Regions from separate parts of the Mus musculus genome. Here all the other regions are linked to region 1. The links are chromatin contacts, called in public Hi-C, HiChIP or PLAC-seq and promoter capture Hi-C maps. All regions are on one chromosome and are shown on one strand. Each heading gives the region's core, a stretch centred on a gene start, on an enhancer-like site or on the middle of the called end of the contact. The rest is flanking DNA. Distances are from core to core; before and after follow the strand shown. Region 1 holds the start of Tpm1 (tropomyosin 1, alpha). Region 2 holds the start of C2cd4a (C2 calcium-dependent domain containing 4A). Region 3 has its middle 58 kb from the start of Tln2. Region 4 has its middle 5.3 kb from the start of Gm30936. Region 5 has its middle 5.6 kb from the start of Gm39364. Region 6 has its middle 32 kb from the start of C2cd4a. Region 7 holds the start of C2cd4b (C2 calcium-dependent domain containing 4B).

Region 1 (3,581 bases), core at 794-3,293:
TTCTTCTCCTCTGTTAAACTCCAAGCTGGAGTGTCAGCTTCCTATAGCCCACATATCTGAATACTGCCCATGGCCTGGAAGGGTGTCAGCGCCCTGAGCCACTTGGCACGTGGCAAGGAAGGGCTCTGGTGAATGTTCTGTGCCACAGAGTCCCTGTTCATCTGTTCCAATGTTCTGGTCACTACCAGAGGGTGCGTTTTCCCTCCTGGGCAGCCAGAAACCTGATAAAATCCTAAAGAGGAATATGATCATTCTCTTCTTGAAGGGCTTAGCAAGTCATTTGGCCTGCCTAATCTACTCAGACACTGTCTGGGGAATATTTGATATCCATGTAGTACAGGCTGTAAATTATTCTGTAGGGACTGGTCACAAGACCCTCACAACCCTGTCTCAGCTGGCCATCAGGAAGGTTCTCCCCTCCTGAAGCCTCACTGAACTGGAAAAGATCAGGCATCTCTCCTCCTTGGGGACTGGCTTGAGGTAAACTTAAAGCGATACGGAGGGACAATCCTCTTGTCTTCAGTGCTGAGCTGGCTGGCCCCTTTCCCTCTGCAGAGATCAGGCTACAGATAGAACCATTTCCTTAGCTAATTTGTACCATGTTTTCAGCACCAGCATCCAAATGCCTTACAGAGAGAGACAACTCCCTGTAAGGATCCAAGCAAGGAAACTGGACTAACAAGATGGCTCAGCAGGTAAAGGAGCTTGCTATCAAGCACAAAGACCTGTGTTGGATTCTTTTTTTTTTTTTTTTTTTTTTTTTTTTTTTTTTTTTTTTTTTTTTTTTTAGATTTATTTATTTATTATATGCAAGTACACTGTAGCTGTCTTCAGACACTCCAGAAGAGGGCATCAGATCTCATTACGGGTGGTTGTGAGCCACCATGTGGTTGCTGGGATTTGAACTTCGGACCTTTGGAAGAGCAGTCGGGTGCTCTTACCCACTGAGCCATCTCACCAGCCCCCTGTGTTGGATTCTTAAAGAGTTGCTCTCTGACCTCTACAGTCCACCAAAGCACGAATGCACCTCCATGACCCCGCCCCCCAAATAAGTAACCGACTCTAGTAAAACATGCAAATGAATAAATGGAGGGAAGCTACAGCATTGAAGCTGTTACAAATCACAGCTGCCGATGACTAAAGACCAGACACACACACACACACACACACACACTCACACTCACACCACTGACTCCCACAGGGAAGAAAAACGCCTAGACCGCTACACACTGACACACTCCCTCTGCCCTTTCCAAAGCACAGCGCAGGCACTTTTGGGCCTTAAGTCCCTAAAGTATTTTACTACCCACCCCCAGTTTGGTGAAAAGACTCGAGACTGCCTGTGTGTCACTATGTCCACTATCAGGGGCAGAGAGACAGGGTCTCAGGAATGGCCCTCAAACCTTCCTCCACCTCTATTTCTCTGCTCTGGTTGAAATGTCCAGACCGTGAGAGCCCAGGACGACAACTGGTGAGTGGGCTGAGTGCTGCCACAAGGACCCAGCTGGGTACCGAGAGCTCCCAGGCCCAGAGGGGAGGGGCAGTGGCCGTGACTGGCAGCCCCCGGACCTTACAATGAGCAGCACCCCAGGACCTGGAGGCAGAGTGAGCCGGTGCGCACACACCACCTGCCCTATTCCGGGTGGTTCCGGGCAGGCTCTTCTGGGGACCTTGACCGCCAGACGATGGCTCTGAGAGGTGGCTAGAGACTCTCGCCCAGTGCCGGGCTCCTCTCCAGCGAGGTCCCGGCGCTCTTTCCCAGGCGTGCAGGTTTAGAAATAGGACGGCCTCGCCCGGCCGCGGCCTCGGAGGCTCGGGTCCCCATATATAGTCATATCCACCGTCAACTGGGAGGCCGGCAGGCGGCAGCGAATGGGCGTGCGGGCCCCCGCGGGAGGAGCGAGGAGGGGGCACGGGGCGGAGGCAGGAGACTGGGAAAGGGGGAAGGAGGAACAAGCTTTTCCAAAAAAGTATTGGCTGTCCTAAGGAATGCGGTCGCCCCCCTGGGAAAGTACATATCAGGGAGCAGCAGGCAGCTCCGCGCTCGCACTCCGGCTCTGCTACCCCACCGCGCTCGCGTCTCCTCTCGCTCCGCTGCCTAAGGGCCCCTCGCCACCGCCACCATGGACGCCATCAAGAAGAAGATGCAGATGCTGAAGCTCGACAAAGAGAACGCCTTGGATCGAGCTGAGCAAGCGGAGGCTGATAAGAAGGCGGCGGAAGACCGGAGCAAGCAGGTCTGCATTTATCCCCAACCTCCAATGCCCCAGCTTAGCGTGGGTCGCTCAGCCCCGGGACCCGAACTGGCTCCCTTTCCTCATCCCATCCCCAGCCAGGGTGTCCAGGGGCGCACGTTTAAAAAAGAAAAGGAGAAGCGCGAGAGTTAGACTGATTCTAACTTTTCTGTCTCGTCCGAGGACGCTCGTGGCCCTTCTCTGACTCCCACGGTCTGCGAGGTCCACTGAGCTTCTTCCCTAGAGAGGCTCTTGACTCTTAGGGTTGGGAATCAGTTTTGAAAGAGGAAGAGAGAAAGGATACAAGTTCCCGGGTTGCCTGGAGGGAAGGGTGGGGGAGCGGAGCAAGGCTCAAGTCCTAAGGTGTCCGAAGTTCTTTGGACTTTTTGGTTGGGGAGAAAGATCCCTCAACACGGGATGAAGACTTTGAAGGGAAGAGGAGGGAGTCACTGAATTATTTCCTAAGAACAAAGATGGGACAGAATGGGAGACACACGGAAAGCTAGCCAAACAAGGACATGTTTCGGCAGTCCCTCAAATTGAGAACCTGAGCTTGCTGTCCTCGGCCGGCCGGAGCGTGTGGTCCCGGGTTGGGGGGTGGTGTGCGAGATGAGTCACTGAGTGAGATCTCTGGGAGAGATATCTTAGGGTCCCTTGAGCCCCAAAGCAGCGATCCCTTAGCCCCAGGGCTCCAGCCAACCTGGCACCCATTTGTTATGTGTCTCCCACCCGGTCCATGCCGGCCGCCCGCGCCCGCTCGCCGCTACCCCAGCTCGAGGAGGACATCGCAGCGAAAGAGAAGCTGCTGCGGGCGTCGGAGGACGAGCGGGACCGGGTGCTAGAGGAGCTGCACAAGGCGGAGGACAGCCTCCTGGCTGCCGACGAGACCGCCGCCAAGGTACCCCGGGCGCGCGGCGAGGCACTGCACACGAATGGCTAACTCTTTCTCTTTCTCTCTCCCTCCCTGTCTTTCCCTCTCTCTCTCTCTCCCGCTGTCCCTGTCCTTTATGGTCTATGCACCCTCAACCCGCACCTTGCGGGATCACGCTGCCTGCCGCACCCCACCCCCTCCCCCTTCCCCCCTCCCCGTACTCCACTGCCAACTCCCAGCTGGAAGATGAGCTGGTGTCACTGCAAAAGAAACTCAAGGGCACTGAAGATGAACTGGACAAATACTCCGAGGCTCTCAAAGATGCCCAGGAGAAACTGGAGCTGGCGGAGAAAAAGGCCACAGATGTAAGTGCACGCTCACACTGCCTCCCTCACCTCCTGTCCGTGTGGCCACTCTGGGGGGCGGGGGGCCACCACAGGGGCTGCAGAGCAAAGGAAGAGGGCGAACCTCCTCCT
Region 2 (3,293 bases), core at 677-3,176, 780 kb before region 1:
TGTTAAAAGAGTCCAAAGTCCCTTGAAGTTGGAGAGATGGTTCCGTGGCTAAAGGCACTTGATGCTCTTGTGAAGGGCCAAAGTTAGGTTCCCAGCACCCCTGGGAGACAGCTCACAACCGGGACTTCAGCTCCTGGGAATTCGTCGCCCTCTTCTGGCCTCTGGGTGCAGGCACGTGCATGAGTGTGTGTGTGTGTGTGTGTGCGCGCGCGCGCACATGTGCCCTCATGTGCATACACATATTAAAAATAAAATAGTTTTACATTTTTTCTTCTTTACTACCTCCCTGGCTAGATGAAATTCAAATATTTCAACTTTACCATTTCCTTTTTCTTCTAAGAGTTGAACATAAGCTGACTGGGTCTGGGACAGCCTGGATTCATGGATCTATCATGACAGAACCCAGGAAGCAGTATATAAATTCTGCTTTAAACACATGAATGATCTAAGGAGTGTTTAAAGTACTGACAGCGGACAGAACAGCTAACATTATGCACATCTGGTCCTATGCTAAAGTGTTCATTTGCATTGCATATGTTATCCAAGGGCAAACCCACACTGTGTATTATTGTGGTCTTTACGTTGGATACCAAGGCTCAGAAACACTCAGTAACCTGCTCATAATAAGCTGCTCATAGTAAGATACCTGTCTGCCGTGAATTCAAAGCCAGTGTTCTTAATTTCTGCCACTGTTCCCACTCTCATTGAAAGTAACCAAACTGATGCCACAGAACACTAGAACAGCAGAACTCACTGCTTGTGTCTTTAACATTTGCTATGTTCCATTCACGTTGCGTAACAATATATATTACTCCCCTAATAATGCATTTACTACTCATTAATGGGCATTCCTTTCATTTCCTTCCTTAGTGACAATGGGTAAGTTATTTAACATCTGAAGTGCTGGGGGGAGGTGTTTGTTTATAAAACATGGATAATCCAAATTTCCTAAGGTTTCTGTGACAACTTTATAGCACATTACCTGTATGTTCTGTATGCAAAACACACACAGGACATGCCCCAAACAGAACCTCCCCCCCCCACTTGCCTAAAGTTGACTAACTCATTCAACACTGCTTGAAGAGGCCATTAATTTGCAAGGCAGCTACTCAGAAATACCCTATGTCCATACTCTGATCCAGATGTTTCGGAATCTCTTTCCACTCGAGCTGCAAGCAACTCTCTTAAAGGATAAACACCAGTTTTCAAGAGAAAGGATGGAGGTCTCAGATAGACACAGTGTGCAAAGGTCAGATATGGCTAGTGTGTGTTTCCAAAGGGACGATACCAGTGGCTGGATGTGTGGAGTATAATTGAATCCCTAGTTAAAAATTAGCATCCTGCTTAAGAAGGCTGTGGTTTTTTTTATTTTAAAATATATATCTTAAGTGTACACTGGATGATTTCTTTACATAGGAATACACCCCTGTAACCCCACCCAAGACAAATATGTAACGTTTCCGGAACCCCATAACCCCCACCACCACCCAAGAGTGATTTAAAATCAACAGAGAAATGACCTCTAAAATCAGAACAGAAAGCAGAAAGTTAAAAAAAAAAAAAAAAAAAAAAGGCAATGCTGGCAGCAAGAAGGTGGGAGATGGGAACGGCCATTTGGGTAAGACAAACCCGATTTCTGGCTTCTTTCCAATGGTGCGTGCAGAGTGCTTCTGTGCACTCACGTTCATTTTGCCCATCCGTCCTCACAAGGACTGCGACATGGTCCACACTAAATCTTGTTTTCCATGTGAGGAAACAAACTCGTTCAGGGTTTTAGAGAACAGCTCCAACCACAGCAGAACTAGCTGCAGGATCAGCTCAGCAAATCCATCCACGTGGCAGAGGGACCTGGGAGGGCCAGGCGTCAGGTTACCAAGCAGCAGCGTGACAGCTCGTATAAAAGCCCGGACCAGCTATCCTGGAACATCAGGAATCAACTCTGCCGCGCTCTTTTGAATTTCTCCGCGTTTCTCCGGGTTGGAAAACCATCTGACTCTGAATACCAGGTATATGAATGGGAATCCAGTTCCCTCCTGGGTGTTAGACCCAGGTGGCCCGAAGCTCTCTAGAAGGAGAAACCATTTCTGGGGTGTGTGTGTGTGTTCTCGCGCAGAACTAGAGTGTACTAGACACTTAAGGTTTCAGGAAATGAGTGCACAAATGATCAAAGCAAAGCGCCTCTTGGAACTAGGGACAGAGGCGCAAGTTAGAAGACAAAGGTAAAGAGGTAGGACGGAAAAGACTGAAGCAAACTGCAAATCTACCTGGCATCTGACTAGAGACAGGGTGGGCGATATACGATTGTTTTTCAATCTGTAAAAACAGTTTGTAATTGTGGTGAGGGATGCATTTTGTCTTGTAAGGCTCAGGACAGGACGATGTCAAAGAAAAGAGACAGAAATTCCTGCTTTCCTCCAGACTGTCTCTGACTGGTATGTGTTTATGTGTTGCAGGCAGCCTGGAACAGGATCACAGGGTTCAGACACTAGCGGCCAGATGTGGTGTCTGGAGCGGCTCTTGCGGGACCGAGATGGGTTTCTCCCGGGGCGCGTCCACCGCTCCAAAGCTCGCTCATCCGCTGCGTGCGCAAACGTGCTCACTCCAGACCGCATCCCAGAGTTCTTCATCCCGCCGAGGCTGGAACCTAGCACGGCCTGGGCTGCGCTGCGCGAAGCCTGGGCTGCAGACACGGAGGCCGACGACGGCGCGGGCCGCACAGACTGGGACCCGCGCTCCCAGGCTGCGCTCTCGCTGCCGCACCTACCCCGCGCGCGCACCGCTTACGGCTTCTGCGCGCTGCTCGAGAGCCCGCACACGCGCCGAAAGGAGTCGCTCTTCCTCGGCCACCCAGGTGTCCCGGTCCGCCGGCCTGGGCTTCGCCACCGCACGCACACCTACGCGAGCCCCCGCCGAGTCCCGGACGCTCCGCGCCCTGCCCCGGGCGACCCAGACGCTGCCCGGGTCCCGACGCCCACTCCTGCTCCCAGCAGACGCCGCCTCCTACGCTCCCCGGGCAAGCTGCTGAGCCGCGCACTTCGAGCCCCTCGACGTCTGGCCAGCGCGCGCCCCCCGTGCCGCGGCGACGAGCACGAGCGCGCCGCCTCCTGCGCGCCCCCGGTCCCCAGCAGCCCGGATCCCGAGCGCCTGCAAGCTGAAGCCAGCGTGGCTCTGGGCCGCGGGGGTTGCACGCTGCGCCTGGCGGCCGAATACTGTCCGCGCAGCGCCTGCCTCCGCCTCCGCCTGCTGCGCGCTGAGGGCCCGGCCGCCGCGCTGGAACCCCGCGCCCTGGGCTG
Region 3 (3,444 bases), core at 478-2,977, 570 kb before region 1:
CTCACGTGGAAGTGGGAGAGTTCAAGGCCATTCCCAGTTATACAGTCTGTTTGAGGCCAGCCTGGGCTACGTGAGGCTGCCCCCCCCCCCCCAAAAAAAAGATAAAACTTTAGTTAACTAAAATGAAAAATGTAAAGCAGACCCTGGCCCTCTCCAGTGAGGGACCTTTAAATGCAGATGGGAAGGGATCAAAACAAGCCTGCTTGTGTAACTCACATTGGTACTGATCCAATCCATCACTCTTGGCTCGTCAGATGTCCTTAATGCTTACTCCATGTGATTCCTACTAGGGTTGTATTATGAGGCTCTGTCCTTACTCTTCAGGGTTGATCAGTGTCCTGGTAACATCAACACCACCCCGGAACTCAGTGTTGAGGAACTCGGGTTCCACCTATATCTACGGATGCAGGACACACCATGTAATCAGAAGCTGAGGTGAACTTGGCACAGCGGCAACTTAGGGGAGGCTTGCCTGGAAGGCAGGGACACCTGTCAGCATTTCACATTAGGATGAGGGGCGGGAGGTGATCTGTGTGATGAGCCCCATTCTGAACACCTGAAAGGGATGGTGGGGGCTAGAGGTGTAGACTCAGTTTCTGTTCTGCTCAGTCCTGACCTTGTGGTTGGTTGGTTATTGACTCTTAAGATCCATCTCCCTCCCTTCTCTTCCCCTGTCTTCATCCCCATCCTCATATCATCTCTTCCCCTTCCCTAAATTCATCTTTATCCCCATCATCCCCATCCTCGCCCCCCTCCCTCTCCCCATTCCCATCTCCATCCCCATCAGTACCATTCCCATCGCATTCCATCTATTCTCATTTCCATCTGTGCATCATTTTCACCATCTCCCATCATCTCTGTCTCACTGCCTTCCTGTCAGGGTTGTTCCTGGAAGAATGGTGGCTGGGAGTAAGAGCGCCTTTGCTTGGCTGGGGCCACCCCAGTATCCTGTCTTCCTTAGTATCCATTGACTGTTCAGCTGCCTTCTTGCTGAGGGGGAAAAGGCTTCAATGTAATGTAAAAGTCAGCTGATTTGGATCTCAGGAGCTCCTTGGGGGTTTGCATCCTATCAGAGTCCCTGAAAGCGCTGTTTTATTCCTATCCAAGGACAGGATTAGCCAGGGTACCCGTTTTCTAATGTTTCTCCAGACTTTTAAATCCCCATTCTCCAGCACGATGTCAGAGGAATTATCCTGGGAGACACTTGCCAAATGGCACCAAATAAGTATCTATGCGCTTTTCCGAAAAGACAATTAGAAATGTATTGAGGAGCCAGAGGCCTGCTGTGCGGGACATTGGTCGTGGGAGCTCAGTGCCAATTTGGGAAGCTCTCCTGGGGGACCATTTCTCCTCTCAGCCTCTGCTCTGAGAGGCTGAGCCAGGCAAGTGGAGGGACAGCCAGGCTGGGAAGAGGACAGGGAGCCAGAGTGCCAGCCAGAGATGAACCATCCGTCCTCCGTCTCCTCAGGAGATTCCAAGGCTTTGCAGATACAATCAAGTGGAAATGGGAAGGCCATTATAAATTCATCAACACTTGAATCATGTTACTCATTAGCCCTGGCGCCCTGGCCTGGAATATGCTCAGAAAACTGAGCTCTTGTGAGGTCAGGCCCCGCTCAAGGTCACATTTCAAGTTAGGGACAAGTCTGATCAGGAACCAGAGATGGTAATTAGTCCCGTGTGCAACAGTTCCTTGTGCTCTTCCGCCTTCGTCTGGGATGGAAGATACCAAGAATGTAAAATCTCAGTGATTGGATCCAGATGTACTAGCCTGGCCCCTCCTCCCTTTAGAGCTAACTCAGTGAAGACTTTTTTTTTTACCCCCCTGTGAAATAGAATATTTTAATCTGCTGGTTTTATTTGCTAGTCCACCTTTGTGCACAGGGCTAAAGATCAGGGAAGGAAAAAAAAAACAAACCCCGAATTCCTATTGTTGGGGATGCTATCAGGCTGTGTTTTTCTTTGCCTCAGGCACTGGCTGGAGTGGCCTGGGGGTGCATAGGACAATGGAGACCTCTGTCCTGGAAGTGACAGGATGTTTGTTTTCAAAGTTGGGAACCGACTGATAGGCTGTTTCCAAGGTCCACAGGTACAGGTGGGTATTAGGCTTTAAACATTAAAATGCAGGAGCTGGGGCTGCCGGCTCAGTTGGTAAAGTGCTTGTCTCGTGTGGATCAAGCCCTGAGTTTGATCCCTAGTATCGTATAAGCAGGGTATGGTGGTGCGTGTCTACTCAGAAGCTACACCAGGGGGTTGGAGGCTAGCGAGGTCCACATGTGACTCAAGGATACCTAGGAAATCTGAACTTGAGAGGGATTCTTTTAGCTTGAGTAGGGGATCTGAAGGCTCCCAGTGGAAGTCTGGAGAATGCGACCTTTTCTGTTATTAAATGCCAGTTATGTATGTAAACTGTTGTTGTGTTTTGTAAAAAGATAAGGGAGATGTTTGGTGGAGGTGAGGTATGGTGTGGAGGAAGGGGATGCCTCTGTGGGCCCATGCTGAGGTATCCCTTCCCCCTCTGAGGTACCAGCCACAGGTCAGTAAAGTATAGAATAGAGGTTATTCAGGGCATGGGGAGGGGAGTTGAGAGAAAGGCAAAAAGAGAGGAAGAGAGGAGGGGAGGGGAAGAGTAGAGGCCAGCCATGAGCTTGCTGAGAGAGAAAGAGGGGGAAGAGGGTGAGGGAGCAAGGGCAAGAGAGGGAGGAGGAAGGGGCAGGCATCCCCTTTTATAGTGAGTCAGGCATACCTGCCTGTTGCCAGGTAACTATGGGGCGGAGCCTAGACTAAATGCCAACAGTTTTGACACATTGTTAAGCAACATACTGTGCACTGACTTGGTTAAAAAAAGTTTTGTGTGTATATTCATTTGTTTTTCTGCACTATGTAGGAATCAAGGCCTCCATTGCGTTGATGGTCCCCAAAGCTTGCTGCTAAAAGACTAGAGCATTCCATTGCAGGGGCAAGGGAGATGGCCTCAGGAGGCTGGGCTCCAGGCAGCTGCCTTGTGAGCAGAAGTTTGTGTCTCTCCAGGTGTTGTTGGTTGTGCCACCAGACCATCACTTTTTTTTCCTGGGTCACATGAAGTATTTGCAGAAATATGTATTATTTGCTGAGAAATTAAATCATCTTAGATTAGTTGGTCCCGTGTGTTCTTTAGCCGTGATAGTTTACCAATTGCAGATCAAAATATTTGAGAATGAAACAATAACAATAACAACAGACATGGTGGTGCACATCTATAATCCCAGCACTTAGAAGGTGTAGAGGCAGGAGGACCAGGAGTTCAGGGACAGCCTGGGCTACATGAGTCTCAGCCTCGGGGGTGGAAGTGTTTGAAAAATATTATCATCTGGTATAGGTCCATTTTCCCTAAGCCATGCAGTGTAACAACTGTTAACTATTTACCTATAATTTATGCTGTATTAAATATTAATAAGTAATCTA
Region 4 (3,666 bases), core at 20-2,519, 650 kb before region 1:
AGTGGGGTTGTGCTTGTTGTAATTTTGTTTCGATACCTTCAAGCTCCTCTCTTAGTTTAAATATCATATCATTTTCAGAGAGAGTTGTACTTGTACTTGAAGCACTGGAATCTGAAAACTCTCCATGTTTATGTGCATCTGAGTCTTCCTCCAACATTGTGCACAGATTCTCAAACCTGGCTATTTCTTTTTCTAGTTCACTATTTCTCCTTTTCATTTCATCCAAACTCTGTGTCAGTGAATGGTTCAACTTTTCAGACGGGGTTCTTGGAAGCTGTTCATTCTCTTTTGCTTGGAGTTTTCTTGCAGCTTTTAAGTCCGAATTTTCAGCTGTGAGCCTCATATTGCGTTGTATATTGCTCGCAACTTAGTCTTTTCAAACTCTATTTGAGACCTTTCTTTTTGTAATGCAATAATATCATTTCTTAAACTTTCATTTTCTTCTGTGACTAGTTCACAATTGTGTTTTTAATTTCTAGTGATCTTTTATTAAATGAAGAAACTGCAAACAAGATTTGCACAAGGCTGCCCGAATCTTTGCTCTGCCTCCTGAGCTGTTCAATAAGATGCAAAGTAGAGTCGAAACTGATCATCTCACAGTCCTCTAAGTTTCCCTCAGATGGTGATATTAGTTTGTTAAGGTCAACTATAAGATTTCCTTGTTCTATGTTTGACAAACACAAGATTTCTTTGTTCTTTGATCTCTTCCTTTTCATCGGAAGTTTTCTTTGAAGACCTATCTAATTCATCAGCGTCCTCTATCTTTTCTTCCTTGTTTTCTAAAAGTTTTGCCAGGTTGTCATGGTTTTTTAATTGAGCCAGTTTAAGTGGTGTGAAGCTATCCTCATTCCTTATAGTGATGTCAGCATGATGGGCCAGCAGTTTGGCTGCCATTGACATGTTGTTATGCCAAACAGCATAGTGCAGTGCTGTGTTCCCACTACTATCCATAGCATTTTGATCAGCACCGTGTTCTAATAACATGGCCATACATTCTTCACGCTCATACTGTGAAGCCTTAATTAGTGCTGTGCTGTTGTCACTGTCGTGGAGATCAATGTCACAATTCCGCTCTATTAGAAGGGCAACTACATCCGGATGGCCATGCACACAAGCATAGTGTAACATAGTTCTTGGCCACCCAGCTGAACAATGGTGACATCGCGGGCCCAGCAGCGCGCCCGCCGCTCCCGCTCACACGTCACCGGCCCGTGGGCCTGCTGTCGGCCGGGAGCCGGCTCCGGGCGCGATGGGGTTGCGGGCATCGCATCGTCCCGAGATGGCGGCCAGCCTGCGGGCTCCTCCTCTCCCCGCTCCCGTCACAGCCCGAGAGGTTGCGACCGCTGGGCAGAGAAAGGGAAGTGGGCGGGCTGAATTTTTCTTTAAGCGTGGTTAGGACAATCTTTTGTGTCTGGTTGCAGTTACTGGGAGCTGCTGCAGCCAGTCCTACAGAAAATGGTTACTATTACCGCAAGTCTCAGTGGTAGGAACATGATGGTATCGTGGCCTAATTCCCAAGCGTCCTTCTTTTTAATGCCAAGGTTTACGTCATGAGTAGATCAAGATGACTGCCAGATTTGCAGCTGGAGAAAGGCTGAAGAAATTGATCAAGCTTATGGCATAGATTAGTGGATCTCTGCAGTGGTCAAAGCATTGGTGAAGATCTTAGATGGGCCCCTTTGCTTATAGAAAGTGACCCAGAGAGGTTGTGGACTTTCACAATCTGAGTCTCCTGCTATTCAAGGAATGCTGCTGCTCTATTAACCCAAGGGTAATGGATTCATAGAGTGATGCCCGTGACATTAACAGCAGTGGAAGTAGTCAGAATCACCACGAGGACCTTTTCAAAGGGATTGGAGAGGGTTCTTTTTTCCAATGTATTTTTGCTGGGACTTTTGCTTCCTGGCCAGTAGGTGTGTGACCAATTTCCTAAGAGAATCAGGGTCCTTTCTCGGGTCACCAAAGTGATGTAATAGAGGATTTTTCCTAAGGCCTGGAAGTATCAGGACATCTCCAGGCCAGCTACATGCCAGGGATCTCCTTCCTGTTCCAACACCAATAAAATCAGTCCTATAGAATCTCAAAAGACGAAGAACCTGAGGGGTTCCAAGCACATTGGGTTCAGAACAGGGCTTGGGCTAACATAACCCAACTGAATTTCCTGCCAAGGCTCAGCTAAAATGGTCTTGAGGGTCCAGTTCACATGCTCAACTATGCCTGAACTTTAAGGCCTATCTATAAACAGTGTGGTGCTTAGCAAATGGTCTACCTCTAAAGTCTTGGTCAGGATATGAACTATTGCTGACACAAATACAGGCCCGTTGCCAGACCTGATGGTGAGGGACTGTCTTATCTGTGCGTTTTTCTCTCTGGGCAGAGCCTTGGTCAGGTGTCATGCCCTCTCAGTGCTCCTGGGACAGGCCTCAAGCCCAACTGACTAGGTTCACACTGACACCAAAAGCTATCTCTCTGAAGCCTCTACAAGGCTCAACATCAGTGAAGCCTACCTCTGTATCTTTGAGAGGAGCCATTCCCATTGCCTGAACCCCAGGGTCAGACCCAGGCCCTTGGCTGGTGTTATTTTGTGTACACGCCACCCATACAGCACTGATCTTGGCACTCTGGGGCATGGGGGAATGCTCAGGTATGAAATAATAGACTCACTGAGGAAGCACTGAGTCGTGTTTAGGGTGTGGTGCAGGAGAGGGTCTAGATGCTGAACCTGCTTTGATTTGAGTCAGGATGAGGGTGGGTAGTTTGGGTTTGGGTTTCAACAGATGGAGCCTGAAGTGAGTTGTTTCATGGCAGTAGGTCATACCATGTCAGAAAAAAAATGGGCTTCTGGTGTGATAGCTCCCGCCAGGCCCTCGTTACCTTAGTCCCACCTTCATCCTCAGCTCATTGGTCTTTTTCCCTGGAGTATTGTAGAGAAAGGGGCAAATTCTGGTGCAAGTGGGACCCTGAGGGCTGGTTCCAGGCTTATAAAGGAGTTTGACTTGTTGCCAGTCTCCTCTTGGCTGCTTGATCAGCTAGTTGGTTTCCTTTGCTGACAGGCTCAGTCACTTTTTGATGTTTTTTTGCAGGACCTTACTGCTGCCTGGGAGTGCTTCCAGGTTGCCACTAAAAGCTGGAGAATTTCCTCTTTACTTTAAAATGCCCCCCCCTTCTGTGGGCATCCCCTCCTCCATAAATGGCTCCATGCTTTTGAGTTGGCTTGCTTCCCCCTCCAGTGTCTTAGTGCTTGAATGAGCCAGCCCATTGTATTGCCCAGCCTAGGTAGAGTGTCTACCTTTATTTTCTTACTGTCTACAGTCAATAGTTGAGCAGTTGAGCAGCAGAGCTACATCCTGACTGGTTCTGGGCTTGGTGGATTATGGTGATAACAACACAGAGGCCAGGGACCTTTTCAAGTAGGGAAATTGATCTGTGCATCCTGGGGGGCCTCGTTATTACAGTGTTGGCCATCAGTCCTCTCACGTGGTGTGGTTTGAAGTTAGCTCTTGTGCAGCCTCCAGCATTGCTCCTACCTCAGACTGCTGCAGCCACTCAGGGTGGTTGGTATTTCGGTATCATTTTAGGATGAATGGTTTTTGCTTTGTTGTGCTTTTTTGCTTTCTAGCTATGAACAATGCTAGATTTTTGATGGGGATTGCACTGACTCTGTAG
Region 5 (3,619 bases), core at 876-3,375, 750 kb after region 1:
CTAGGCTCTGCCCAACAGTTTCCTAGCAACAGCCAGTTAGGAGCCTGGTTCACACATAAAGGATCCTCCATCCCCTCTCTCCTCACTCACTCTCCCTCCATCATCTCTCTCTCTCCCAACGTGTTCCCAGCTGGCCTCTTTTCCTCTCTTTCTCTCTGCCCTTCTCTGACCCCTTTCTCGGCCCTCTCTGTCTTTCTCTGCCTCTACTCCCTTCCCCAGATCCCCTTTCCAGGTCCCAAATAAACTTCATTTTATACTAGACTCATTGTATGGCTGACACCTTGAGGGTGGGGGGATGCCTCAAAATGGGCCCACTGAGGCACCCATCCCACCACAGTGTGGGGAGCGGGTGTGGCGGCAGTCCCAAAGGCGCCAGAGACTGCAGCTAAGTCATATGACTTGCACCTGACTTCCTCATATAAGACACAAACATCTTGAGTGCTGCGCAGGTGTACCAGGATACAGGTGAATCCAATTTGGTGGAGATTTGCCCCTGCTGCCCTGATTAGCTGAAGCTGCGTGCCTGGTGAGGTGGCGTGGCCTGCTGTACGTGGATGTGAACTGAGAGTATAAAAGAGTGAGAGGCCCAGGGTTCGGGAGAGATATAAACAAGGGAGAGATATAAAAACAAGGGAAGATATAAAAACAAGGGAGATATAAAAACAAGGGAGATATATAAACAAGGGAGATATAAACAAGGGAGATATATGGAGAAAGAAGAAACAGGACTGAATAAATGTGTGCAGAAGGATCCTGTAGCAGCGTCGTTCTTCCTGGCCTGTTGAGCGCGCGCAAGAAGTGGTGCTGAAAACCCGGGAAAAGAAACATCTTCAGGCACGAGCGAAGACCCCCTGCTACAGGGAGGATTCAGAACTGCATCACTGGGAAGGAGCGGTTAATAAAGTGTTCCCGTAAAACAGACTGTTGAGAAGGATCCGGCGTGGATTCAGAACTCTTCAGCTGGGGAAAGGTACTGATGAAGAGAAAGAAGAAAGATGAAGACTGAATAAACTGCTGTTAGAAGGACTGGTGGTCGCATCGTTCTTGTTGGTTGAGAGCGGGCGCGACACCACAGCATGCTGTTACAATACAAAACGTATCAACCTTTCCTCATTCCGCAGGCCTTGCCTGTTTACTTCAGCACTATCCTCACAGCAGCCCTGTGTTGTGAGAAAAGAGAGGGCTTAATGGGTTTCCCATCCCACAGATGAGAAAACCATAGTGTTCTGACTCCTGGAAGGCAGAGGTCATCTTTCATTGAATCCTGGCCTTTTGCTCAGGTGAATAACCACAGTGGCTAATCTGGTCACGGTGTGCTCCTTTCTCCAACCTCCATGGAGTCATTTCGCAGGGCTGTTTGCAGCTGGGAAAGCAGCCTGTCTCATAGGCAGCTCAGGTTACTGCTAGAAGCTCCTAGGCTAGGTTTTCCACAGGAATGGAAATCACTCTGTGATCCATCCCTGCTGACAAGGATGTGCACTGACAGCTCTGGAAACAGAGCTCAGAAAATACATCCCAGGCTGGGGTATAGCTAGGTGGTAGAGTACTTGCTTAGCAAACAGTCTGCATCAGGGGTGATGGGGGAGAGGAGGAGGAGAAAGAAGAGGAGGAAGAGGAGGAGGGGAAAGAGGAGGAAGGGAAAGAGAGAGAGAGGAAGAAGGTTAAGGAGGGAGGGGAAAGATACATAGACTTAGAGAAAGACCCGGGGAGGGGGAAGAAACAGAGAAACCAGAGAGAAGGGGAAGAGGAGAGGAAGGGAGAGGAGGGAAGGGGAGGGGGAGGGGAGGGGAGGAAGGAGGAGGGGTGTAAGAGAGAAGGCAGAGAGGAGAGATAGAGACAAAAAGAGAAGTAAATACACACAGACAGAGACAGACAGACAGAAGCAGAGTGTTGGGCAGCTGTTTATCTCTTGCCCCCCTCCACTCCAGGCAGAAGCCAGATCTCCTGTCACTTACAGCTCGAGCTGGCCCAGCGCCCTGGAGTGAGGCACTTCTCAGCATCAAGTGAGCAGAGGAAACAGAACCCTGGTGCTCTCCTTCAGATAAGAGGAAGGTCCTGCTTTGTTCTGGTTGAGGAAGAGCAGACTATGGCAGATGACAGGAATGCTAATGAGGCCCTGGAGAGAGCTGGCTCGATGGAAAGAGTGCTGAGCTCAGAGTCACACAGGACTCTGTGGGTCCCCAGAGGTGTGACCTTGATCTAATCAGGTTGCCTCTCTGAACCTGCTTTCTGGGGTTGTCGGGAGGGGTGAGAAGGCACTGCTGAAAATACTCACAGGCTTAGGAAGATGCTTTCACAGCGTGTTGGTATGAAAATAAAATTCTAAAAGGTATATGTAATAGACCCCTTTACCATGGGCTATAGAAACTGCCAGGAGTCATACATTGTTAACACTGCTTATTCTAGGTGATAGGTCTAATTTGTTCTATTTTTCTCTTTTGAAAACCTGTTGTTAGACGGGCGGTGGTGGCACATGCCTGTAATCCCAGCACTTGGGAGGCAGAGGCAGGTGGATTTCTGAGTTCGAGGCCAGCCTGGTCTACAAAGCGAGGTCCAGGATAGCCAGGGCTACACAAAGAAACCCTGTCTGGAAAGAAAGAAAGAAAGGAAGAAAGAGAGAGAGAGAGAGAGAGAGAGAGAGAGAGAGAGAGAGAGAAAGAAAGAAAGAAAGAAAGAAGACCTGTTGTTAGCATTCCTTCTAGGCTCCGCCCAACAGTTGCCTGGCAACAATTAGGTAAGTCTGGCTTCCTATAAAAGGAGCTGTTTGGCTGCTCCTCTCTCTCTTACTTTCTTATTCTCTCTGCCTCTTCTCTCTCTGACTCCCCCCCTTCCCTCTCCTGTGTTCCTGGCTAAGACACTCTCTCTCTCTCTCTCTCTCTCTCTCTCTCTCTCTCTCTCTGTCTCTACTCCCTTCTCAATTCCCCTTCTCATGACCTAAATAACTATACCTAAACTAAATTCGAACTAAATTCTATACCATAACCATCGTGTGGCTGGTACCTGGGGGGGGGGGGGGGGGATGTCTCAGCATGGGCCCTCCAAGGCACCCCTCCCACCTCACCATACCATGCTCTACAAAACATACCTTTGTCTCTTTTTATAAAACACAAAACCTGTACTTTGTATTTTTGTCTACTGCTAAGCATTTATCACATATTTATTAGTTATTAACACATATTGCTGTATAACCAACCAGCTCAAAGACTCAGTGAAAGAGACCTGGTAAAGTGCTTGCCCAGCATAAATGAGGCCTGGGTCCCATTCCCAGCCCCACATTAACAAGACATTGTGGTGTACAAGCCTTAGGTGTCTTTACTGACTGAGCCATCTCCCTGGCCAGGCCTCTAGTATTTTAGGTAAGGAGTACTCAGTCTGTGTACATGTATTATGTGTTTTCTATTGAGTCATAACACGTGTCATGTAATCATTTGTAAAATATAGAGTAATATATAAACTAAATATGCATAGAATCTACAAATTATATAATACAAACTGTGAGGAGTGGGTGTGGCAGCAGTCCCAAGATGGCGCCTAGAGGCCCAGGCAGCATTCTGGATGCCTTAACCAAGATCAGAGCTGGAGTCTGGGTTAGAGCACCCACTGGCTTATCTGAGACTGG
Region 6 (3,612 bases), core at 988-3,487, 750 kb before region 1:
TACGTGAGTACACTGTAGCTGTCTTCAGATACACCGGAAGAGGGCATCAGATCCCATTGCGGATAGTCGTGATCCACCATGTGGTTGCTGGGATTTGAACTCAGGACCTCTGGAAGAGCAGTCAGTGCTCTTAACCGCTGAGCCATCTCTCCAGCCCTAGTCTATCTTTGTTGTAACGTGTTAGAGTGTTGGATTTTTTTTTAATGCTGCTTGATTTGATTTGAGTTTCATAAAACATGGTTAGGGTGATGAAAGTTAGCTCAGCAGTTCAGAGCATCTACTGCCCTTGCAGAGGACCCACATCTGCTCAGGAACCGAGGCCACTGCTTCAAGAATAGGCAGAAGAGTGATAGTGGATGGTTCCTAGCATCAACCTTGGACCTTCACATTCATGAGCACACACACAGAGACACCTAAACCCACACACATGCGAAATACACGTAGATGCACACGTGCTTTCCATACATGCAATAAAAAAGCATGCATGCAAATTATCAGACAAACACTGAAGACGCTCTGTGCCCCACAGCATCAAATATTCAGTCAGGACTTAGTTCTTCATGTAAACATGAATAAGCACATGAACTCATTGGCATGCAACTCTCCCTCATCGTTAATAAACGGTGAAATTGCATTTATACCAAGGGAATGTTTGAAATGAACTCGTTATTTATTATCAGTAAATGACTAACTTACTCTGTAGACTCATAGGGCCAGGGGCTTATCAAAACTTCTCAGAGAAAAGGATGGAAAAGCTTAGGAAGCCCTGCTCCTGAGGACATGGTTGCTTCTCATTACAGAGGCAAGCGAGTGGTCTGCTCTTGTTATCTGCCTTCCACAGCTGGGAGGAGCTGTGCATCTTCTCCGTCCCCGCTGTCATTCTTCCAATAATGGTGTATACGGAAAAGAAAATGGGTCTAGAGTGATGTGCGTTTCAGTGGTGTGAACAGACAGGCCAACTGAAAATTTTAGATGCTAATGAAGGGAGAGTACAGCTCACCATGGGACAGGTTGTATGGAGTACAAAACCATCTACCTTGTCAGAATGAGCTGGCATCCAAAACCATCAAGACTGTTTTTCCAAAGTGAGTCATGACATTTAATCTTCACTAAAACCTGTGAAGCTGCCCTAAAAACACGAGTGTCCTCAGGCCTGGGGGGTTTTCTGCTTTCTTTACATTGTCCCACTATAAGGGACACATTTGCACCATAGTGCATTTCATGCATGAAAGCAAAGCAGGTGTGAGGGAGGGGCACAGTGGGTAAAGTGCTCACCTCAGTGTGAGGCTCGGAGTTTGGATCTCAAGAGACACACACGAAGCTGGCTGCAGTATATAATACCTTAACACGGGTCCTGGGCAGCATGGGGGTGGGGGTGGGGGATGCGACACAGATGGAACAAGAAAGATCCCGGAGGGCTTCCTTCCTCCCCAGTCAGGTCAGCCAATTAGTGAGCTCCAAGTTCAGTGAGAGACACCATCTGAAAAATGAAAGAATTGAGGAAGACACCTGATGTCGACCTCTGGCCTGTACACACATATGCACACACATGCAAGCATGAGCACCCACACAACAGATATGCATGAACATGGACACACACAAAAGAAGAAGAAGCTAAGCTAAAAGTTACCAATACTATTCCCTGATCCTTAACATGCAGTGAACCCTGACATTTCCTATTCCGCGTGGCTCCTTTCCAGTAGCTCGGTTGATAGAGCATTCACCTGACGTACATAAAAACCTGGGTCTGACTCCAGCATCACATACAGCTGAGAGGGGTGGTGCACACCTGTAATGTCAGTGCTGGGGGGGGGGGTGAAGGTGAAAGAATCAGACATTCGAGGCGATCTTAAGCTGCAAAGCAAGTTCCCAGCTAGTTATTATTTTTAATTAATTATAACTGAATAAATCCCATATGTGTGGAAAATTTCAAGTCATTAGGTGTTTTTTTAATGTGTTTAGAAGGAAGTGAGCCTCAGTCAGTGACGTCAGAGGAAGTTGGGCAGCCACATAGAACTCAAAAGGAAATGATTGTTCTCTAAGAGCCTAACATAAATGTGAAGCCCAACCTTGGCTGCATTCATTTAGTTTTACCACCAGAACACACCTTCGAACCGATTCTTTATGACCGTGTGTCAATGGGGACATTTGAGCAGCCGCGAAGGACTCCCTCAGACATGGCCTTGTTTCTGGCTGACTCATCACATACCCCTGACAGCTCTATTTACAGCCCTCCGGGGAGCTTTGCTGAGTTTTCTATTTTGAGCTAAGAAAGGATGTGTCGTTGCATTCTGGGGCCATTTCTGAGCCATCTAATCACCAATGGCTTTGGTGGGATAGGTAGGCAGGCACTTAGTGAAGTCACATTGTAAAATGAGTAGCTCAAATATTTAATCAGCTGTGCAGTGAATCCAGCCACACGGGTCCTGCTGTACAGAGGTCTATCCACATGGCCCGGAGTAACTGTGGATTACAGATCTCCTGCTGAACGTAAAACGGCTAGATTTGGGAGATATTTCCAGAAACAGGTCCCTCAGGGTGGAAGGATCAGCACTGAGGAATCGTGTCACTCCTGTCCCTAACAGCTTGCTTGGGATCCAGGGACTCTTCCTCATTCTCACTTTCATTCATTCTGAGGAAAGAGCAACACTCTAGCCAAACGCGTTAAAAGTTTTCATAAAGCTTAGAATAACTACCCAGCTGACGCTGGAGCCGGCGCCACAGGTACAGGTATTCGTCGTGCCAGCCCGAAGACCTGAGTTGGCTCCCGGGAACCCACAGTGGAAGGAGAGAACCAACTTGCAGAGTTGTCTTCTGGCTCCCATGCATATAACCATCCACACATCCTTAGCTCAGAGTCACTGGCAGTCGAGGGTGGCGGGGGTAAGGGAGGATCGGTCTCCTTCAGGGCTGGGGCCCCTGATTGGTTGCTTACGTGTATCCCCATGTACAGACAGATTATACTAACTGGACTCAGTAGGTTAGTGAAAGGAGAAAAGAAGAAAAAGAAGGAGAAAAGGGAGTCATAAAAGTGGGAGAGCGACTTCTTTGTGGGCAGGAGCATGGAAGGAGTGGAAGGGGAGAAAGGAAATTCTCAAAGAGTAAATTTAAAAAACATTTTTTTTTTTTTTTTTTTGGTTTTTCAAGACAGGGTTTCTCTGTGTAGCCCTGGCTGACCTGGAATTCACTCTGTAGACCAGGCTGGCCTTGAACTCAGAAATTTGCCTGCCTCTGTCTCCCGAGTGCTGGAATTAGAGGTATGCGCCACCACTGCCTGGCTTAAAATAACATTTTTTAAAGAAGTGTCTCAGAGCTGGGACCAAATGGGGATCAAGAAAGGCACTTGTGTTAGATGCAAAGTTTAAGGGGGCATAAAAACAAAACAGCAGGTGAAGTAATAAATTAATGTTTAGAAATAACGTGCCTGTAATATGGAAATGGAATAGGCAAATGACAGCCTGCAGGCCCACTGTCTCCTCCTCCTCCTCTTCCTCCTCCTCCTCCTCCTCCTCCTCCTCCTCCTTCTTTGATACAGGATTTTATGCAGACTAGACAGGCCTTGAACTCACTACATGGTTGAAAATGATCTCAAACTTCTAGTATTTCTGCCTC
Region 7 (3,312 bases), core at 38-2,537, 710 kb before region 1:
GCAGCAGCTCGCCCTGGCCCAGCGGTCGTCCGCGCTCCAGCCCGCGGCCCTTGCTCTCCGCCTTGATGCGCACGGCCAGGCGGCGCAGCTGCTCCTCCGGGAGCCGATCGAAGCAGCAGTCCTGGTCCAGGGCGGCCTTGCGGCTGCGGCGGACCACACTGGCGCGCTGCTGGCCCGACGGCCTCAGCACCAGGCTGAGGCGGCAGCCCAGGGCGCGGGGCTCCAGCGCGGCGGCCGGGCCCTCAGCGCGCAGCAGGCGGAGGCGGAGGCAGGCGCTGCGCGGACAGTACTCGGCCGCCAGGCGCAGCGTGCAACCCCCGCGGCCCAGAGCCACGCTGGCTTCAGCTTGCAGGCGCTCGGGATCCGGGCTGCTGGGGACCGGGGGCGCGCAGGAAGCGGCGCGCTCGTGCTCGTCGCCGCGGGGCGCGGGGCGCGCGCTGGCCCGGCCGCGGGGAGCCCGCAGCGCGCGGCTCAACAGACCATCGGGGGCGCGGAGGAGGCGGCGCATACGGGGCACTGGAGCGGCTGGTGGGGTTTTGTCCAGGTCGCGCGGGGCGCCGAGCTCAGAGTCCGATGCTCGGCGCGGACTCGCGTAGGTGTGCGCACGGTGGCAAAGTCCCAGCCTGGGGGTGCCGGGGTGGCCGAGGAAGAGCGACTCCTTCCGGCGCGTGTGCGGGCTCTCGAGCAGCGCGCAGAAGCCGTAAACGGTGCGCGCGCGGGGCAGGTGCGGCAGCGAGAGCGCAGCCTGGGAGCGCGGGTCCCAGTCGGTGCGACCCGCGCAGTCTTCGTCACTGTCTTCGCGGTCGTCAGGGATGCGCGGCCACAGGTCCGGTTCGGCCGCGCAGCGCCAAGGCAGTGCGGCAGCGGGAAGCGGTGATTCGAGAGCGCCGGGGACCTGCAGCCGCGGGGGGATGCAGAACTCTGGGATGCGGCCCGGGGTGAGCACGTTGGAGAAGGCAGGCTCAGGAGTGGAGGAGCGAAGTCGACCGAGAAGCTTCATCCTTCTAGCTTATGCCCGAGCGTGGCGGATACACGAGCGTCTGCAACACAGAGAAAAACTGTTGAATTTGGGCTCCTGAAGTCCAGTGGATCCCTTCTTTGACCCTCTGGAAGTACCCACAAATCTAGGGCTCCGGGTCAGCACGAATCAACCTTTGGAGCATCCTCATGGTAACAAACTATATACATGAATATATAGAAATCAGACCTTTTCTTCTTCAGTCTCGCTGGGTCCGACTAGTCGCAGGAACGAAGCAGGTGACGTGTAGTTCACAGCTAGGGCTCCACCTTCAGCACTGCAGCTGTGACAGTGGCGCTCCAAACTTATACCTTAGTGGAAGTCACGCCCAGGCTCCAAGAGGCCAATCCGAAGAGGTAACAGACCGAACCCGCCTTTCAGCCGTCCCTTCCCACTAAATCTCCAGCTGCTAGCTGTATAGGTGTCGCAGGAGCTGGCTCTGGGACTTACATTGGCTGTCCCTTTGCTGGAGCGCCATTTACAGATGAGTAAAGGGCATCCTGTCACCATGCGAAAGAGAATTTGGTAGTTCAAAGTGTTTGTGGCCTCTCAGAGAAGGTGAGGAAGGAGGAAGAAACGTGAAGTTGAATTTAGCAACTAAGTAAATCCGATCCTTCCACTGGGCACCTGACTCATAAGCTCCCCTGGGTTCTATTTTTCAGGATGCATACCTGTTTCCAAGCACAGACTAAACTTGGCATGTCCGTTTAGGATGGGGTTATGTGCAGAACGTTTTGCGAAATTGAAAACGCATTAGTCCGCCTACGTTTAACATATCCAGACTGCTTGGATTCGACACTGGACTAAAAGGTTGGAGTAAAGTGGTTGCATTCACTTTAATTCAAAAATCGTAGATACTGACTAAGTCCCGGGTCAGCAGCTTAGTTAGCCTCTGTCTCCCTCTGCTGGACTGTCCTTGATATCACCATGGTCTGGGCTACCTGATGCCCTAAGTACTGGTGATTTGGGTAAATAAATAAAGTGCAAAATCCTATGAATGACTTGGGGGGAGATTTTGGGCAGATCCCTAAAAATACTTGATTTTCCAAAATTACCCTTTTCTTTCTGCCCTAGCCAAACCTATCCAGAGGCAGGGGGTTGGGGTGATGGGGAAGTGGAGGTCGGTGGGGATAGACAGGGGGACCTTACAGTTAATCCAAAGACACTCTTATTTTCTGAGATAAAGATGAAATGAGGCCGGCATGGTGGCGCATGCCTTTAATCCCAGCACTCGGGAGGCAGAGGCAGGTGGATTTCTGAGTTCAAGGCCAGCCTGGTCTACAAAGTGAGTTCCAGGACAGCCAGGGCTATACAGAGAAACCCTGTCTCAAAAAACCAAAGTAATAACAATAATAATAATAAAAGAAAGATGAAATGAGGGTTTGGGGAAGCTCCACGAAGGCTAAAGAGAGCCTCTTAGTATGGAGATCTGCTCTGTGTCTGCCATGTGCTACTTCCCGGGGCTGAAATGCCTCTTCTTTGTTTTGTGTCTTCTAAGGGGGTGGGAAATTATGAATGACCCCCAGGACTCACACACAGCAAACAAATACTGCTACTGAATCACATCCCCAGACCTACTGAGTTATTTTGAGAGAGGTCCTTGCTAAGGTGCCCAGGCTGTCCTTGAATTCAGTGTAACCCAGGCAGGCTTTGAACTTGCAGTCCTTCCTGAGTGCTGGAAATACCGGCAGAGGCCACCAGACACAGCTGACTTTTAACTTTCTGTATGCATCAGCCCTGACAGGAACTGTTGGGACCCTGCAAGCCTCAAGAGGGGCAGGGGAAAGATCCATGCAAGAAAAAGACTGAAACTTGAGTCAGCACCACCTTTGAAAGTGGAAGAGTTTGACCCCAGGGTTGATTTTTATCTTACGTTTTAAATACAGTAAAATGTTGGAGAAAGGTTTCCGGGTGACATTTAGAACAAAGCTTTAGGCATAGTGACATAGGAACTCCCTAGCAAAGTAGGAAAGCGCCTGTGACCTTTACGATAGGAATGGGTTCTGTTGACTGCTGACCAGTGCTCCTGGCTAGGGGCTAAGGAGTAAGGATGTATACTCGGCTTAAGGATGGAATCTATTGGTAGATGATGCAAAGTACATGGGACCTCCTTCAGGAGGAAGGGTTCTATTTGCTGAGACAAAGCTCGGGACTAAGGGGAATCAGAAAAGCTGGCTCCCTAGAATAGTAAAAAAAAAAAAAAAAAAAAAAAAAAAAATCACCAGGTTGTCAGCCACCATCCACTCCCCCCTTCTGGGTGACCAGGCATCAGTAATCATCCTTTGGAGTCTGGT

What was found. Promoter capture Hi-C pulls out the DNA fragments that hold promoters and counts their contacts. HiChIP or PLAC-seq counts read pairs in DNA pulled down with a chosen protein or histone mark. Hi-C and Micro-C count contacts between places; a contact is called where the count stands out from the background.
Region 2: a promoter capture Hi-C map of embryonic stem cells shows a contact between it and region 1, with 3 times the contacts expected there. The contact joins the promoter of C2cd4a here to the promoter of Tpm1 in region 1. A contact is called at or near these places in 4 of 39 promoter capture datasets (embryonic stem cells, erythroid cells, hippocampal neurons and 1 more), 4 of 115 datasets of contacts at active chromatin or transcription factors (bone marrow-derived macrophages, craniofacial prominence, embryonic forebrain and 1 more) and 1 of 9 other capture datasets (macrophages).
Region 3: an H3K4me3 HiChIP or PLAC-seq map of embryonic stem cells shows a contact between it and region 1, with 3 times the contacts expected there. The contact joins the enhancer-like site here to the promoter of Tpm1 in region 1. A contact is called at or near these places in 2 of 39 promoter capture datasets (cranial neural crest and maxillary cranial neural crest), 3 of 484 Hi-C or Micro-C datasets (embryonic stem cells, forebrain and stem cell-derived neural progenitor cells) and 11 of 115 datasets of contacts at active chromatin or transcription factors (craniofacial prominence, differentiating embryonic stem cells, embryonic basal ganglia and 6 more).
Region 4: an H3K4me3 HiChIP or PLAC-seq map of forebrain shows a contact between it and region 1, with 4 times the contacts expected there. The contact joins the enhancer-like site here to the promoter of Tpm1 in region 1. A contact is called at or near these places in 4 of 39 promoter capture datasets (the 3T3-L1 cell line, cranial neural crest, embryonic stem cells and 1 more) and 7 of 115 datasets of contacts at active chromatin or transcription factors (embryonic basal ganglia, embryonic forebrain, embryonic hindbrain and 3 more).
Region 5: a contact with region 1 is called in a Hi-C map of the N1E-115 cell line, with 2.7 times the contacts expected there. The contact joins the enhancer-like site here to the promoter of Tpm1 in region 1. A contact is called at or near these places in 2 of 484 Hi-C or Micro-C datasets (CD4 T cells and the N1E-115 cell line) and 3 of 115 datasets of contacts at active chromatin or transcription factors (bone marrow-derived macrophages, large pre-B cells and memory CD8 T cells).
Region 6: a RAD21 HiChIP or PLAC-seq map of pro-B cells shows a contact between it and region 1, with 5 times the contacts expected there. The contact joins the enhancer-like site here to the promoter of Tpm1 in region 1. A contact is called at or near these places in 1 of 39 promoter capture datasets (embryonic stem cells), 1 of 15 datasets of contacts at CTCF or cohesin (pro-B cells), 4 of 484 Hi-C or Micro-C datasets (the Ba/F3 cell line, the G1E-ER4 cell line and embryonic stem cells), 8 of 115 datasets of contacts at active chromatin or transcription factors (the 230-238 cell line, the SCID.adh cell line, T-cell acute lymphoblastic leukemia and 4 more) and 1 of 9 other capture datasets (embryonic stem cells).
Region 7: an H3K27ac HiChIP or PLAC-seq map of embryonic stem cells shows a contact between it and region 1, with 3 times the contacts expected there. The contact joins the promoter of C2cd4b here to the promoter of Tpm1 in region 1. A contact is called at or near these places in 2 of 39 promoter capture datasets (the HPC-7 cell line and embryonic stem cells), 1 of 484 Hi-C or Micro-C datasets (embryonic stem cells) and 8 of 115 datasets of contacts at active chromatin or transcription factors (astrocytes, embryonic basal ganglia, embryonic forebrain and 4 more).

The regions. Positions count from the first base shown.
Region 1 is chr9:67,047,675-67,051,255 of GRCm38.p6, reverse strand. Tpm1 (tropomyosin 1, alpha) reads left to right here and starts at 2,043. Exons shown (of 10, transcript NM_001164248.1): 1 at 2,043-2,237; 2 at 3,345-3,470. The coding sequence starts at 2,124.
Region 2 is chr9:67,830,963-67,834,255 of GRCm38.p6, reverse strand. It overlaps C2cd4a (C2 calcium-dependent domain containing 4A), which reads left to right and starts at 1,926. Exons shown (of 2, transcript NM_001163143.1): 1 at 1,926-2,006; 2 at 2,454-3,293. The coding sequence starts at 2,497.
Region 3 is chr9:67,615,719-67,619,162 of GRCm38.p6, reverse strand. It overlaps a transcript of Tln2 not described here. Among named protein-coding and RNA genes, the nearest start is that of Tln2, 58 kb to the right of the region's middle. Within about 2 kb of position 1,727, at least 44 of the 459 cell types and tissues checked have an H3K27ac peak or open chromatin away from gene starts, as enhancers often do. A contact at or near this core is called in craniofacial prominence and embryonic stem cells, where this site is marked.
Region 4 is chr9:67,697,649-67,701,314 of GRCm38.p6, reverse strand. No RefSeq gene overlaps it. Among named protein-coding and RNA genes, the nearest start is that of Gm30936, 5.3 kb to the right of the region's middle. Within about 2 kb of position 1,269, at least 37 of the 459 cell types and tissues checked have an H3K27ac peak or open chromatin away from gene starts, as enhancers often do. A contact at or near this core is called in forebrain, where this site is marked.
Region 5 is chr9:66,293,562-66,297,180 of GRCm38.p6, reverse strand. No RefSeq gene overlaps it. Among named protein-coding and RNA genes, the nearest start is that of Gm39364, 5.6 kb to the left of the region's middle. Within about 2 kb of position 2,125, at least 83 of the 459 cell types and tissues checked have an H3K27ac peak or open chromatin away from gene starts, as enhancers often do. A contact at or near this core is called in the N1E-115 cell line and memory CD8 T cells, where this site is marked.
Region 6 is chr9:67,798,051-67,801,662 of GRCm38.p6, reverse strand. No RefSeq gene overlaps it. Among named protein-coding and RNA genes, the nearest start is that of C2cd4a, 32 kb to the left of the region's middle. Within about 2 kb of position 2,237, at least 37 of the 459 cell types and tissues checked have an H3K27ac peak or open chromatin away from gene starts, as enhancers often do. A contact at or near this core is called in pro-B cells and trophoblast stem cells, where this site is marked.
Region 7 is chr9:67,757,412-67,760,723 of GRCm38.p6, reverse strand. It overlaps C2cd4b (C2 calcium-dependent domain containing 4B), which reads right to left and starts at 1,287. Exons shown (of 2, transcript NM_001081314.2): 1 at 1,208-1,287; 2 at 1-1,040. The coding sequence starts at 1,000. It overlaps M5C1000I18Rik (RIKEN cDNA M5C1000I18 gene), which reads left to right and starts at 494. Exons shown (of 2, transcript NR_153961.1): 1 at 494-1,576; 2 at 1,681-2,011.